Linked DNA regions of Sus scrofa: region 2 is linked to region 1. Evidence: chromatin contacts called from public Hi-C data. All regions are on one chromosome and are shown on one strand. The core of a region is the stretch at or near the end of the contact, and the rest is flanking DNA. Distances in the headings are between cores, read along the strand shown. Region 1 holds the start of STUM (protein stum homolog). Region 2 has its middle 32 kb from the start of PSEN2.

The links. Hi-C and Micro-C count contacts between places; a contact is called where the count stands out from the background.
Region 2: a contact with region 1 is called in a Hi-C map of subcutaneous adipose tissue, with 1.9 times the contacts expected there. The contact joins the enhancer-like site here to the promoter of STUM in region 1. A contact is called at or near these places in 5 of 47 Hi-C or Micro-C datasets (embryonic fibroblasts, heart right ventricle, mesenteric adipose tissue and 2 more) and 1 of 2 datasets of contacts at active chromatin or transcription factors (skeletal muscle).

What each region holds. Positions count from the first base shown.
Region 1 is chr10:14,293,561-14,296,276 of Sscrofa11.1, reverse strand. It overlaps STUM (protein stum homolog), which reads right to left and starts at 1,318. Exons shown (of 4, transcript XM_003357643.4): 1 at 857-1,318. The coding sequence starts at 1,055.
Region 2 is chr10:14,511,185-14,513,900 of Sscrofa11.1, reverse strand. No RefSeq gene overlaps it. Among named protein-coding and RNA genes, the nearest start is that of PSEN2, 32 kb to the left of the region's middle. Within about 2 kb of position 1,305, at least 14 of the 83 cell types and tissues checked have an H3K27ac peak or open chromatin away from gene starts, as enhancers often do. A contact at or near this core is called in mesenteric adipose tissue, retroperitoneal adipose tissue, skeletal muscle and 1 more, where this site is marked.

The DNA.
Region 1 (2,716 bases), core at 69-2,568:
TTTTCTGCACCTTTCGGCACTCCTATCTCGGTGATGAGCCTCTGCTTTAAAATTTGGGACACTGGTGCCATCAGGGACCCTCGTGCCATTAGGGACCCTGCGGGCAGCCAAAGTCCGACGTAATTACAGGCGCGCGCTCTCCACTTTCTCAGGAACGGAAGTGATGGGAGGGGGGTCATAGGGTCAACCACTTGGCCACGTGCGGTTCAAACCCACAGACGTCCAAGCTAATAAAATCACCCGGCTTCGCCTTGGGGCTGCAGGCGGAATCGCGGGTACTCGGGAAGGAGGCAGAGGAGGCTCTGGCTGAAGAGCTCTCGCCCCCACACGCCCCGCAGCGCGCGAATGCAGGCGGCGCTGCGGGCTGTCTCCTAACCTGGCTCGTCCCCCGCCCCCCACCCGGCTCCGCCTGACTTCTCCGCCAGGCGCGGCCCCAAGGCTCCTCCTGCTCAGACCCCGTGCCCCTGGGAGAAAGGAGCTCGTGGGAGGGTGCGCGCGGCGAAGGGAAGAAGCAGGATTTGGAGGCGCCTGGAGGGGAGCCTAGCTGGGGCTGAGGGAACCGTCTGGGCCGCCGCCCGCGGGCTCCAACATCCCCGGCAAAGTTTCTAGCTCTTCGGGGCTGAATCGCCTGGCTCCCAGGTCCGAGAAGGTGCAAGGCGCGTCAGGGAACCCTGCGCCGCGCCCCCCTCCCGGCACCCGCTCCACGCGACCCTGCCACCTGCCAGGGGGCGCTGGGAGCGCCGGCGCAGCTGCCGCCGCCGGTGGACGCCGCCCGAGGGTCCCTCCTCGACCCCTCCCCTGCTGTCCTCCCGCGCTAGGGCCCCGGGGCGCCGGGGTCGCGGCCACCGCGTCTTACCCAGTCCCGGCACAAAAGTGTTGAGGAAGAGACAGATGACGGCCACAGGAAAGGGCATGTAGGGGATGGCGGCGCGCAGGGGGCCCTTCTTCTCGCGGACCTGCACCACCACCCCGCTGGACGAGGACGCCCCCCGGTCCGCCGCCGCCACTGCCGCCGCTGCAGCCGCCGTCTCGGCGTCTTTGTGCGAAGGCTCCATGGCGAGGCGCGCTCCCCGGGAGCCGGGCTGCCGCGGCCGGGGCTGCCGCCCAGCGCACAGGGAGCGGGTAGCGGCCCGCTCCGGGCTCCGGGCTCCGGGCTCAGCGCCGAGCTCAGGAGGCCAGCGCGCTCCTCGTGCCGCGCGGCTTGTCCAGAACCCCGCACTCCCGCGTCCCCACGCGCCCGGCCCTCTGCCGCGCGCTCGGCTGCGCTCCCACACCCCCGGCAGAGGGGCGGGGAGGGCGGCGCGACACTCGGTGACAGCGCTCTGACGCCCCTCCCCTCCGGGCCCCTTCCCCGCCCTCCTCACCGCTCCCCACCACCCTCCCGCCCCAATACCACTTACTAATCAGAGCGGAGGGAAGAAAGTAGAAGAGAAAAGCAGAGGGAGCCAGTTGTCCAGCTATTGGGAGGCATGGACACACCTCTCCATCCCCAGACAGGTGAACCCGGGCGGGAACCCCCGCCAAGCACACCGCGAATCGGGCGTGTGCGCTCCTCTGGCACGTTGGGAAAAGGCTTCGAGGTTGAATCCTTTCTTCTGGAGGATGCATTTAAAACTAGGGCGATGAAGGCCAAGAAAGCGAGCCTAGTGTGCCTTAAATTCATTCCAATTTACATAGATTTGTTTTAAGTCACAGAGAAAACGCTCTTTTAGAATGGATAAGAGAAAGCAGGAGACACAGCTGTTCAAACAGGTCTCCGCGAGGCTAGTTAAAACGGGACCCTCCCTAAAACACATACATGCAGACGCGAAAAGCTGCAAGAAACGAGCCTGTTGCTCAGAAGGGAGGATTTGGGCCATCCCTTGAACAGTTTTAGGGGAAACCTGGGGCTTTTGTGAGCTGGACGTGATGGTTAAAAAGCCAGCGAAGACACAGCGCCGTCTGGTGTTTTGCTAATGCAGCAGTTGGTAGAAGCAGAAGGATTTGGTCAGGTCCAAGCCTGCAGGAGGAGGCCCCATATTTAATAAGATTTTCCAAATAATTCTGCCCTCATCGCCACACCTGGAAAAATGAACGGATGAAAGCAACCGCCTCTTACCTTAGGGAGGGATTCAAGGCATCAGAATTATCCAGATAGTCAGCAGATCGTCGGATTGGACAGATGCAAATCCACTTCCTTCCCAGTCGCTCTTTTTCTCCAGGAACAATGGTGATTAAATCATCCCAAAACATTCCAGGAACTTCTGAGGAAGGATGCTGAAAGACCATGCATTCTTTTATGGGTATCTGAATAAACTAATTTTAGAAGCAGATGGTCAGCAGGTGTTAGTGGTGATGCTGGTGAGCCCGCACACACACTACCAGCTTAGGTCTGGCAGTCAGAAGTGAACAAGACTGAAAGTTTTAGTCTTTCCTCGGCCACTAATTACCCGTATGACTTAGAAGACTCATTTAGCCTCTCAGGGGCTTGAATTACTGTGATTGGAAAGTCAAAGCAAGATTCTATTTAATACGTATTTATGGGAGACCTAATAGGGCTTAGATTCTGGGGAGAGAGAAAGGAATAAAACCCAGCCCCTGGCTTCAAGGGCTTAATAGATGAACTGACACTAACCCCCAGGATGATAGAATTACAGGCGGTGACAAATGCTGTCGTGCAGTAAGCTGAAGGTACTGAGAAAACAAGGACCCATCTGTGAAACCAGCTAGAGAGGGG
Region 2 (2,716 bases), core at 56-2,555, 220 kb before region 1:
GTGTAGGTTGAAGCTTCAGCTGGGATTCAGTCCCTGGTCCAGGAACTTCCCTATGCCATGGGTGTAGCCAAAAAAGGATTAAAAAAAAAAAAAAGAAACAGGTTTATATGTGGTATATACTTGAGACGAATGTAATATTGTAAATCAACTGCATCTCAATTTTTTTAAATAGCAGATTTAAAATAAGTGAATGATATATATTAATAATATATATATAATGCCTATTTTCAGACAATTGTGACTAAAATAAAGGGCCATGTAAAGTGCATATGGGTCATATTGGTGACTCTTTAACATCTTTTGGATAAATACCTTTCTTATTATTAGTCTTTTAGGCCAGAACTACATTTCCCAGGACCCCTTGCAGCTAGGTCACAGGCAAGTGACCCAGGCATCGCCAATCAGATGTACCTTTGTGAGAAGCACCTGGAGGAATTCTTTCCTGGGGGCTCAGTGGAGCAATCATTGAGATCTCAGAGCCACAGGGGTGACAGGGGCAGAGGTCCTGGTGATGGTGTCCTATCTCGGTATCTAATATGCCAACGGCACCTGCACGCCAGCAGTGGTGGGAAGATGATCTGGGTTGCTCCAGGCTGTAGAGCCTCCAGACATGATTTTCTGGACTTCCTGGAAATTCTGTAAGCCACACGATATCCTTCAATAAATCAGCTCACTACTTAGACTGTGGATTTTTTTGTTTGTTTGTTGGCAAGAAGAGGTTGGAGTGATGGAAGGAAGGGTGGCTGACACATCACCTCATGCTATGGTGGTAAGTGGCCGGGCAGTTTTAGCAGCTGGAAGGTGTCAAGTAGCTGGGCAATTTTAGCAGCTGGAAGGCGAAGCATTTTGCTTTTCCAGCCAGGCAGAATTATTCAGTAGGATTAAGCGATGGAGGCCCAAGTGCACATTGGTTCCCAATTACAGCTGTAGAGCATCAGGGCAGCCGCAGAACAGCTGGTCCTCTTTAAGCCTTGAGCAGCCGTGGAGAGACACCAGGGTCCAGATAATGAGCAAGGAGAGCTTCAGATGGGTTTTTTCAGGCTGCCAAAGGGCCCACCTGGGGGAGGTGAGGAATGACTAACCTAGGTTCCTCAGATGCAGGTGGGAGCTGCTAGCAGCAGCAGAGTCAGGTCTCCCCCAGGGGCTAGCCAGGCCTCATTTCCGGTTTGGGGAGCAGTGCCTGAAGCATTCCTGACTTTTCTGGGGCTGAGAGCTCCCCTGGATGAGGCAGCCAGATGTGAGCTGAGCCTTGACACACATCCCGCTTCCAGGAGCTCAGGCTCCGCCTGGAACACTGTCCGGGAGATGACAGATGTGCCTTCTTCTTTGGGTCGGCTTCAGATGAAGTCATCCTTTCCTTCTGGACTCTGTCAGGATGAGTCCCTGGTATTTCTGAGTCACTTGACAGTTTACAAGCACTTGGGAAACCAGAGGTGCTGTGCGAGTGCCTCTGTGCATGAGATTTTATATCGCGCCTTTGCTCCTAAGGATGTGCTGGAAACCCTGAATCGAGATGGTTGAACCCCCCGCCCCATGCATAACTAAATAAATAGTGCTTAAAAAAGGGTCTTGACCCCCAAATTAAATCTCATGTAAGACTTTTGAGAATTTAAGGAGCCTAAAATAAGTGGAAACTGTGAATGGATGTTCAGGAAGGCAAAGGAATTTTAGCTGCTGTGACATCAAATCCGCATCACTGGATGATCCCACCACCTCCAGGGGATGCTGACGGTATTTGCTTGGATCTTCTAAGGGACAAACAAGTAAGGCAGAGTAGTTTTTATATGGTTTCATTTGAAGAACGCTAGTGCCGGGAAGATTTTTTTTTCCTTACAAAATATTGTCAAGGAAAGGTTTTCTGATGACCGATGCCTAAGATCTACCCTTATCCATTTTTATTCCTTTAAGACTAAAATATGCTCACCCGAAGTCTCTAGAAGGGAAACCTTAAGACTGGGTCCTTAATTTGTAGTTTAATAGTAATCAATGTAAGTATTTGATCAGATCCTTTCCAACATCCCTTTAGTAGAGCAGTTTCCCATGAAATTAGTTTCAAGTTTTGATTCGGGGGTGGGGCGAAGGTAAAGAGAACATGAACTGATGAGCTAATTCCATTGAGGAAAAAAAACGTACATTCCCAAGGAACCCTTTCTAGAAGGAAGCTGGAAAGATGTCGTGGACACATCTGCCCTTCCTTAATGCTGTGTGTGCTTTATTCATTACCCTGGGAAGTTTAGCTCCAGAGAGACCTTGCTCTGGGCCTGACCCTACCAGTTAAAAGTTCAAGTAGAATGCTTATAGTAACTAAAATTACTGCCCAGTGCAATACAGAAATCAGTGGTCCATGTTAATGGTGCTTTGTTGATATGGCTGCAGTTGACTGAAATCATTGCAGGTGTGGACACAGTGAGTTCTATGTGAACGATAAAGTCTAGTTAATGCTTCTCTTCCCCAAGTGCATGTTCACGTAAAGCAGAGGCTGTAAGGAAAGGTCTCTATCTCAGGGTCCAACCAACCACTTGGTAGATGTGATGAACACAGGAGAGCAAGGGCCAACCTTCCAATCGAGGGCTCCTTGAGTGACGATCCCCTGTCCCCACAGCCACCCAATTCACCCGTGGGGGAGGATCCCTGTACCTTTCCACACCTGCACCAGGTGCATGGCGTTTCTGATGTGAACATACCTGGTCTGCCTCTGTACCACACAGACAGGCTA